3 separate regions of the Gossypium hirsutum genome follow, and regions 1 and 2 are each linked to region 3. Evidence: chromatin contacts called from public Hi-C data. All regions are on one chromosome and are shown on one strand. Each heading gives the region's core, a stretch centred on a gene start, on an enhancer-like site or on the middle of the called end of the contact. The rest is flanking DNA. Distances are from core to core; before and after follow the strand shown. Region 1 holds the start of LOC107917780 (probable voltage-gated potassium channel subunit beta). Region 2 holds the start of LOC107888810 (PHD finger protein ING1). Region 3 holds the start of LOC107916574.

Region 1 (3,244 bases), core at 578-3,077, 160 kb before region 3:
CAACCTGCATTGATACAGAAAAGGATGAACAAATTGTATAGTCCTGAAGGAGGTAGGAACAAAGTCATTCCTGGTTAACAGCTGTAAATTCAAGGGCAAGTCAAGTTTTTATGGTACAAACTGAAGAATACTGAGAATTCTATTAAATGTGTAGTTGCCAAAACAAAGTTCACATAAAATGAAAAGGAGGAAATAGTGCCTACTCGGTATACTGAGTTCCAACACCACTTACCTTGTGCCTAGTCAATAGATTATACTCTGGCTGCTCCACAATCGGGCCTACCAGGTCCAACCTCTCAGCTACTCCCCATGCTTCCGTAATCTGTTGTGCAGACCACTCACTTGTCCCCCAATAAAATGCCCAACCCTTATCAATCACATAATTCATTGCCCTCACAGTCTCCTCAATTGGAGTCTGTGTGTCTGGCCTGTAACCAAATATCAAATTAATGCACTCATGTCAAGTTTCTTGAAAAGAAAACTCCTAGAACTTAAGACTCCCAAAAATTGATCAGAGAAATTATCCAGACGAAAACAAGACTTCAATCCACAAAGAACCGTAAAAGAGCCTTACACTGTTACATATGATAGATTATACACTACTCCACATGTAAAACATTCGACTAAACGGTAAAAAGTACAAGTACGAGCCAGATTACATTTAGCCCTCCCTACTCAAAAAATGGCAAATTAGTCCCCGTATATTAGATCAAAGAGCAAATTTATCATTTCTGTTAAAAAAATTATCAATTTGTAGGGTTAAAAAATTGATGTGTCTGATTGAATAATCAAGTAGTGACACATGATGCTCCATGTGTTCCACGTGTTAAAAAGTAAAAATAGAAAATTTTAACAAAATGATAAGTTTGCTCTTTGATCTAAGAGACTAATTTGTCCAATTTTTTTAGTAGAGGAGACAAAATGAATTTGACTCTTAATACAATAGCTACATGGTAGTTTTGCCTCAACTAAACCTATATCCAAAACCACACATTAGAATTCCTCGACAAACAAGCCATAATAAGACCCAGAAATACTGAAAATCGAACATCTTGAAGATTATAGATGCTACTTTTTAAGTAACTTCAGATCAAAACTAAAATCCAAAAATCAAGTGACTTCAGATCAAAATTAAAATCCAAGAAAAGATAAACAGCATAAAACAAATATTCAAACAAAAGCAAGAAAAGTTGTTAAAATGAATTGATCTAATGAAAAGCACCAAATCAGGAAACATAAACAAAACCCCATATCGATTCCAAACCCAAAAAATAAAAAAAGAAATAGAAAAAAAATCCGATCATTTAAGTGAACCAACCTATGACAATAGAGCACATCAACATAATCCATATCAAGCCTCTTCAAGGACGCCTTGGTTCCTTCAACAATATGTTTTCTAGACAAACCCTTATCATTTGGCCCAGGACCGCCCCAAAAGATCTTGGTAGAAACCACGATATCCGATCGTTTCCACCCAAGTTCCCTAATAGCCTGACCCATGATCTCCTCGGCTCGACCATTGGCATAAACCTCGGCGTTGTCGAAAAAGTTGACTCCGTTGTCTTTACAACACTGGAGAAGTGACTTTGCTTCTTTAACATCGAGCTGGTTACCGAAACTAACCCATGCTCCATACGATAGTTGACTCACCTTTAAGCCTGATCTGCCCAGGTTTTTGTACTGCATCTTTGTTTTTTTTGGATTGGTGGAGAAGAGAAGGCTGTGGAAGTGAAGTGAAAGAGAGAGAGAGAGAGACAGATAGTGGGCAAATGAAGCTGCAGCGTTGGGTATCTGAAATTGGGCAATAAAAAGGTTAAATCACATGGCATCGGAAATTTTTTTCTCTTTTTTTGTATTTATTTATACTAAAAAAAATCCTAAACTATGCTTTTTAGTTTTTACTCATAAAACCTAAACTTTAATGTTAAAATTAAAATATTTTGAAATTATATACACTATTAATAAAATATAAAATTTTAAAAAATAATTAAAATTTTAAAAGTGTGATTAAGTCTATTATATATATAAGTACTTTAAAAAAATTAAAACATTATTTTTTTTGTATTTAATAAAAATGCAAAAAATTTAAAATATCATCCTTTAATTTGAAATTAAGGACTTCCATGAATAAAAATAATAAGTTAAGATTTATTTAATTATAAAATAAATATAAGAGCCTGTTTAAACAAAATATAATAATTTAGACCATTTTACTAATAAAAGCCCATTTTCTATTTTATTTAAGAAAATAGGCCATTTTATTTATTATTTATCGGAATAAGCCGAAAACACTAAAACGCGTCCACCTAGGAGCGTTTTAAGGGGAAACTCTAGCAAAACGCGTTCCTCATGGAACGCTTTTGTCATGTCAACAAAAAACATGCTAAAGTGGACGCGTTTTGCTGACATGGCAAAAGCATTCCTTTAGGGACGCATTTTAGCCCGTGTTTTTCTAGGGTTAGGGCTATTTGCATGTTTAGTGACGAGGGTTTTTGGGTTTAGAGTTTTAGTGTTTTAAGGTTAGGGTTTTATTAAAATAATTTATTATTTTATTTGTTTAGGGTTTAGAGATTTAAAAAAATAAATTAAGGTTTAAATTTTTAAAAAAAATTAATTTAAATTAGGGTTTAGTGTTTTTAAGAAAATTAATTAAATTAGGGTTTAGGTTTTTTTAAATAAGTTTGTGTTTAGCTTTTAGGGTTTTTGTAAAAAGGTTTAGGGTTGAGTTTTGAAAAATTTATATTAACAATAAGAAAAAAAAATTTCTACAGTAGTTTCTGAAAAATAATTTTGAGAAGACGGTTCCGAAAAGATAATGTAAAAACGCTTCAAGTAGTATACACTGTGAACAAAAATACTGAAAAAAGCTCCCACATAGACGCTCTTTTTATACAGTAGTTCTTGAAAAAATAATTTTGAGAAGACGGTTCTGAAAAAATAGTCAAAAACACTTCAAGCAGGATGCACTGTCAACAAAATTAGTGAAAAAAGCTCATACGTAGACACTCTTTTTCTATAGTAGTTCCTGAAAAAGTAATTTTGAGAAAACAGTTAATATGTCAAAAACGCTTCAAGCAGGATGCATTGTCAACAAAATTACTGAAAAAAGCTCTCACGTTGACACTCTTTTTCTACAATAGTTCCTGCTTGGCCTTAGGCTATAAATGAGCCAAATGTCATTCACATGTTGCATAAGTTTCAGCAAGAAAAATTAGAGAGGCTAAGTAGAATAAAAATTGAAGAT
Region 2 (3,407 bases), core at 905-3,404, 160 kb after region 3:
CTCTATCTTTTGAGAGTCATTTGCTCCAATGCTCAATATAAAATATCTCCTCAATTGAACTTTATAGACAACATATTAGTCTTTCAATTGGTTTGCTAATTTCCGATTAGACTAAAGAAATATTTAGGTTTATCTACTAATACAAGTTATCTTTCCAAATTACAATCCGACAACATAATACCACTTAATATTAGTTAAATGTTAGATAAGTCAATATTTACTTTCATTTTGCTTTGTGTAAAAAAACATCAAACAAAAATATACAAAAACATATTGGTGTAATTAGTGAATATTTTATTAAACTACTTTATTCAAAAAATATAATTATACAAAACAAAAATAATACACTTAAAGCATTACATCCAACAGATGCTGCATCAAAAACGTTCATAATGCATAGTAATTAAAAATTTTGGTTAATGACATTTAACATATTCGTGGAAAAAAAATTTAAATTACTTTTTATTCCCATAATTGTAGGGAGGAAATTAGAGCAAATGAAACATTTAACATAGAAAAAATACTGCATGTATTAATTACACAATATAAAGCATATGAAAATATAAAATTTAAAGCATTAAGGAAGATGTAAAGTGAGAAATATAAAGCAACCTAATTATACAATATTAATTGAAATTCTCAAATTAAAAACTTAATAAAAACACATGGTTGATATTCCTGCAAAAAAAATATTTTTAACACCCACTTGTGTGATTTTAATCTTTTCTTTAAATAGAATCAGACTCTTCTCTAAAGCAAAAAAAAAAAAAAAAAAAAGAAGAAGAAGAAAAGGTGAAATTAAAAGAAAAATCTCATGGAACAAAGGTAAAATTGAAAAGCACCTAAAAAATTCCTCCAATTTCAACTCTAAATACCATATTTAACACACAGGTGAATTTGCTAAACAAAATAGGTAATGAAATTAAAGCAATCATTGCATAATGTATTATCATGTCACGGTCTGCAATAAACATAAAATTTTCTTCAAAGCCTAACTTTCAATTTGACCTCATACCTCCACCACAACAGCCATTGCCGTTAGATTCCGTCGTTGCGCCAGTTGGGTGGACGCTACTTGATTATTATCTTGGCCATTGAATGAATAGGATCTCTAGATTCGGTGATCGCAAATGATATTACACATTAAATAAATTATAAAAAATGATAAAAATACAAACAAAAAAAAGATGTTATTTATAATTGATAACCTCAAATTAGAGATAAATGTTCGGATAATCCTATTTTAAAATTATTTCGAATTTATTTATTTTATCTCATAAAAATAATTTTAAAACATAAAATGTTTGTTTAAATATATATCAGTAATTTTCAAATTAAGTGTGTAATGCACAGAATAATGTAAATTTGAAATTAGAAGCGTGATGTACCGGATAATAATAATAATAATAATAATTGATTTTTAAATATGTATACACATTTTAAAATTATATAGTTTTTAAAATAATCCCAATACTCTGCGTGGAAGAGGCTTCATCCCGTTCTTTTACATCACTTTTTTAAATATATATTTAAAAATATTTAATTATAAAGATATATATGTTTAATTATAATTATAAAGACATATTTAATTATAATTATTAAAAAGTATAAAAATTAAACAAAAAATGAGATACCGCCACTTTTCATTTATATAGTCTATGAATCTTGTTTATATATATATATATATGTATATATATATTTAAAGTTATTAAATTTTATTAAGGTTAAAATTTGTTATAAGTCATTGTATTTTTTTGTAAATTTGAAATTTAGTCTTTGTATTATTTTTAGACATTTAGTCTTTCTACTTCTCAAATTTCAAAATTTAGATCAAACTATTAACGTTGTTAAATTTAGGTTTATTACATCGTCATTTTCTTAGTTACATTATTATTAAGTGAGTATTTTTTCTTAAATTTTAAAATGTCATAACAACTAATTTAACAAAAAAAATATTAACAATTAAACATGAATTTTAAAATCTGAAAAGAAGAAGGATTAAAATCCAATTTTGTCAATAGTATAGGGATTTATGACATTTTAACCTTAAATTAATAATTCATGTTAATTTCAAGCACATGAAACGCTGACGTTTAACTGGTGTCCAAGTGCTATCAATCTTCGGAGTTGTTCGATGGCTGAAAGGCTAAATATGTCATTTGGTGGAGACGTAATCCAATTACAGCATTTTAGGGCTTCAAGTTCGTTACACCAGTGGCGGGAAGATATCCGTGAAATTTCCCCATCGAAATTCAACTGCGGAACTCAATATTAAAATTATAAAAAAACCCCTAAATTTCTAAAATGTCATTCATCGATGAATTTCAAGCTGGTAACTTAGTTCTTCTTCTTCTTCTTCAATTTTCTTTCTAAATTTATTTCTTTGGGTTCTTATTTATGCCTCTTATATTCTAAATTCACAAAGAAGAAAAAAGGGAAACATAAACCTTAATTCAAGATTTTCTGCTATGATAATGCAATGCTAGTTGATTTCATTTTGAAATTGATTTTTATCCAAATTTTACAGATTTGGAAGCACTGCCCAATATTCTCCAAAAGAGGTATGCATTGATGCGTGATCTTGACAAAAGTTTACAAGGTATGCTTTTGAAACTTAATTTTTAATTGTTCGGGATTCATTTGAAATTTATGATTTTACTTTGTTAACAAACCAGCAATGAAAACCCCTAAAAGATAGTCAAGTTTAAAATTCAATAAGAGCAATGAAATGAAATGCCTATTTTTAATTAAAAAAATTTGTTTCAAACCTTTTGTTGTTTTTTATAAACAGAAATTGTGAGGCAAAATGAACAGCGCTGTGAACAAGAAATAGAAGATATAAAACGCGGCGTGAGGGCTGAAAACATTAGATTCTCCGATGAGGCACTTGATGAACAAAAGCATGGCATTAGGATTGCTGATGAAAAGGTTGCTTTGGCAATTCAGACATATGATTTGGTGCGTGGTTTTATGTCAAAACTTAGATTATATTTTATCCCTTCATGTGTTTATGTTATTTATATGCAATAACTATGATTGAGAAACCTGAATGCTTTTCTGTTCTTGGTTGGAGTTGGTGCTATTCTAAGGTAGTATTTTAATATAGAAAATGCAGTTAAATTCTTTTAGCTTTGGCTACCTTAGAAGAGAGAGGTGCGGTTACTATAATCTTTTAAACTATGTTACTCGATTCCAGTGTCAGTGTCAGCTAGGTAATCTCAATTGTTATAAAATATTTTCATGTATTTAGAGTGTGCTGGACATGAATACTTAAAAATACAAAGAACTGGGGCAACATAGCTTTTTACGCTAAAACATAAAAGGTCCTACTCTGTTACATGAACCAGTGACATAAGAGTTACAAGTAAGAAGCCAAATCAATAACATAGTTGTTCGTTTTCTTTCTT
Region 3 (3,441 bases), core at 750-3,249:
ATTTCTGATATGTCTATGAATCCATTAAAACATGATTATTTTTCATATTACTTTAACTAGAAAATTTCAAAACGAAAAAGCGAATAATACATAATTACGTACATATTTGCTAATTCACTTTGCATCCGAGTTCCGTCTAACGCAAGAATATGGTCAACACTCGAATCTAGGGAATTCCCAAATTTCCAAAATCCAAGTATTATGGCAGCTCCTGCACAAAGTAAAGGATCTATTGTCATTAAAATAATAGTTGTAATGAGTGCATTGGCATGTTCATACATGTCAGTGGTGAGCATGATCAGCCAGAGAGAGAATTACCACCAGAGAGGTTTACCCGAAGTAACCTATTCAGCTTCCATGTTGCTGCCAGAAAGAATAAAAAAAATTATCAGAAAATCGTGAAAATAGAATATTCAAAGTAGAATAAGAAAGGGAAAAGATACTGCGAGTGTATGGAGTCAACAAAGAAGTTACCTTCATAAGTAACTTACTATCCAATTGAAGATCTATTAAAGAATACAAAGGATCACTAGACAACATTCTGGAAAAGACCAACTTGTAGACAATTACTTACTGACCAAACTTCTCTTTAACGCTTGGACATGAAATCATTCTTGAGAAAGTAATTGTATTGTCAAAATAGAATTATTATAATTAAAATCCTTAGCCAAACAAGCTATCTATTTAAAGTTGTAGCTAACCATAAAGGACGATGACAAATGCATATTGCCCCTAATAGTGCTTACAAAGAAAATTTGGTTTGAATTTTTTTTTTTTAAAAGAAGAAGGAATTTTACGAATGCCTATTGTACCTGCCATATCTTTTTTAATAATGTTCAGTTATTCATAGTCTCAAAGCTTGAACCACAGTAAGAGAAACTTCAGGATTCAAAGACCCCAGTGTTATGAACCTAGTTCATACATGCAACAACATTTCGAGCTTTATCTAAAATTGAAGTTCAATAAATCAAAGATCAATAACAATAATACTAAACAAAACATCATTCATTGCAAAAGTCATGGTCTTTTAATCTGTGTTGCTCCTCTTTATATACTTTTAAGTACTCATATCTGATACATGTATCTGCCGACTAAGTTTTAGCTTGGTTGGCAACGGCATTATTATCAACACAAGAGGATATGAATTTGAGCATGATGAAGCACGGTGATCCTCCTATTTAAGGGTTGGGAGGGGATATGGGTGCTTCCAAGCATTGTATAAAAAAATGCTGATACAGGTATCAAGCACATTTTCAAACATGGGTTCGTTGGTATGATGACCCTACAAGGATCTCCAAAACCGGAAAGACAGAAACAATTGATTATATTCATGTCAGTCACAAACCTATACTCAATACTCCCACTCAAGTCCAAGAAACATAATTAAACATAATCATGCTTGGGCTTATGCTTGGTATATTAAAACCTATATGATGTGATTTCAAAGAACCAAAAACAATGCGCAAAACACAGATACCTGCCCAAACAAGACCACCACCAGCAATTACACCAGCCGTGAAATGATTAAGCGCCGAGGACTTACACCTTTGAAAAATGTTTTCTTCTTGTCGGGTTAATTGTTCCTAAGAAAAAGAACCCACACTTTTAAGCAATTTTAAGGACTTACTTTAAGCAAACGTCGATATCTTTGCGACAAGCAATTGTTAGTATCACAAGACAACTTATACACAAATTAACAGTTCTGAAACAACTTGTATAGGTTATAATCGACGATTTAGGGACCCAAATATGAAGGGAAAAAGAATGAGGGGAAATCAAATTAAAAGGAAATGAAAAGTACCTTTCGGGATCTTAGATTCTGCTCAAGCTCAAACAAAGCGTCACCCATTTTCCTCCAAATTCAGCTGCTGTTTTTATTTTTCATTTTTTGTTTTCTTTTGAGTTGGCTGATGATAATGATGATTACCGATGAGGGCCGAGAGACTTGTCCTGAAACTGTACGAAAAGGGAGCTTGTTCATGTTCTTGGGCTGTGGCCCAGTTTTGTTTATTGGTTTGGTCTTGGAATCTTTAAGGAGGAGTGATCCATCAATTTTGTTAAATCCATTTTTTTTGTGTGAAAAGTTAATTCCATTTTAAATTAGATTAAAGTATCATGCAAGCTTCTAAACTAGGAGTCAAATTACATTTTTTCATTTTTACTCAAAATATATAAACTAATCATTGTATATTAGATTAAAGAGAAAATTAATTTTTTTGTTAAAAATTTCATCCATTTGTATTGTTAAAAATTGACGTGGTTAACAGAATAATCAAACAATGACATGCGACGTGTATACCTCACTTAACATAAATGGGCCAATTTTTAACAGTACAAAATAGATGAAATTTTTAACAAAATGATCAATTTTCTATTTGATCTAATGTATGGTGACCAATTTGCCCATTTTGAGTAGAAAAAGTAAAATGCAATCTAACTCTTAGTATAGGAACCTCTATAGTAAATTTCCTAATTGGAAAGCCACTTGGAATTGAATTTAGTTGAAATTATTTAATTTTACATGTAAGAGATGTTTGAACAACTACTATAATTAGTGGACTATAAAAAAGGCTTAAATAGAAAATTGGGCCTTAAATTACAGTTTTTTCTCACTTAGGTATCTAAACCTTTTTTATTTTGTCAAAAGTAGTACCTAAATTATGATTCTGTTACTACTTCTAATCCAATATTTTGACATACATTACTATAATTAAATTAAAAAATAAATTTTAATAAAATAAAATAAATAATATTATTTAATAATATATACAACTTTCTCATCTATCATCTTCCTCACTTCTTCGTCTCTCCCTTAAACATCAATTGCTTCAAAATCATATATCTATGTTTTTCATGAAAGCTTTATTCTTTTTATGTGAGGTATCAACAAGGAAGGAGACATGGAGGAGGATGTGGTAGTGATGGTGAAGGTCGGTTCACCCTGGTAGGATGGAGAGCCATAGGAGTAAAGTGAGCAAGGAGGTTGGGAGTATAAAGCAGTACACTGAGGACAATAAGGTGGCTAGAACACTTAAGGATCGACCCTTTCTTTGATGTGTTGTGGAATATTTATAGGGGAGGTCCCATGTTTGGTAGTGGTAACGTAGTGATCTTGCTATCAAACCATCATTATGGGATGCATGAGAAGGATGTTTGTGATGGGAGTAACACCACATACATGACTTGATTGTTGGGTCTGATCTACGAAATGTCACATTCATTGCTGGAGCAACTACGATCGACTATATACAATTTTCACCATTAATCAATATGCTACATGTTTTATATACATAAAACATGATATATAATCATTCTTGGGCCATATATGAGCTTACGAAAGCTCATACCATCTTGAGGTCGAATGAGGACTAAAATGAAAAATTTTCAAAACATCTCAGGTGGATGTCACGACTTCCAAGGCTTGGTGTGGTGACTTTGAAG

Evidence for each region. Hi-C and Micro-C count contacts between places; a contact is called where the count stands out from the background.
Region 1: a Hi-C map of leaf shows a contact between it and region 3, with 1.9 times the contacts expected there. The contact joins the promoter of LOC107917780 here to the promoter of LOC107916574 in region 3. A contact is called at or near these places in 2 of 34 Hi-C or Micro-C datasets (leaf and petal).
Region 2: a contact with region 3 is called in a Hi-C map of leaf, with 2.0 times the contacts expected there. The contact joins the promoter of LOC107888810 here to the promoter of LOC107916574 in region 3. A contact is called at or near these places in 4 of 34 Hi-C or Micro-C datasets (callus, leaf and petal).

What each region holds. Positions count from the first base shown.
Region 1 is chrA09:48,803,036-48,806,279 of Gossypium_hirsutum_v2.1, forward strand. LOC107917780 (probable voltage-gated potassium channel subunit beta) reads right to left here and starts at 1,828. Exons shown (of 4, transcript XM_016847093.2): 1 at 1,319-1,828; 2 at 233-428; 3 at 1-4. The coding sequence starts at 1,686.
Region 2 is chrA09:49,116,190-49,119,596 of Gossypium_hirsutum_v2.1, forward strand. LOC107888810 (PHD finger protein ING1) reads left to right here and starts at 2,155. Exons shown (of 8, transcript XM_016813039.2): 1 at 2,155-2,332; 2 at 2,528-2,599; 3 at 2,792-2,958. The coding sequence starts at 2,305.
Region 3 is chrA09:48,958,810-48,962,250 of Gossypium_hirsutum_v2.1, forward strand. It overlaps LOC107916574, which reads right to left and starts at 2,000. Exons shown (of 6, transcript XM_016845851.2): 1 at 1,802-2,000; 2 at 1,478-1,583; 3 at 319-363; 4 at 103-211. The coding sequence starts at 1,849.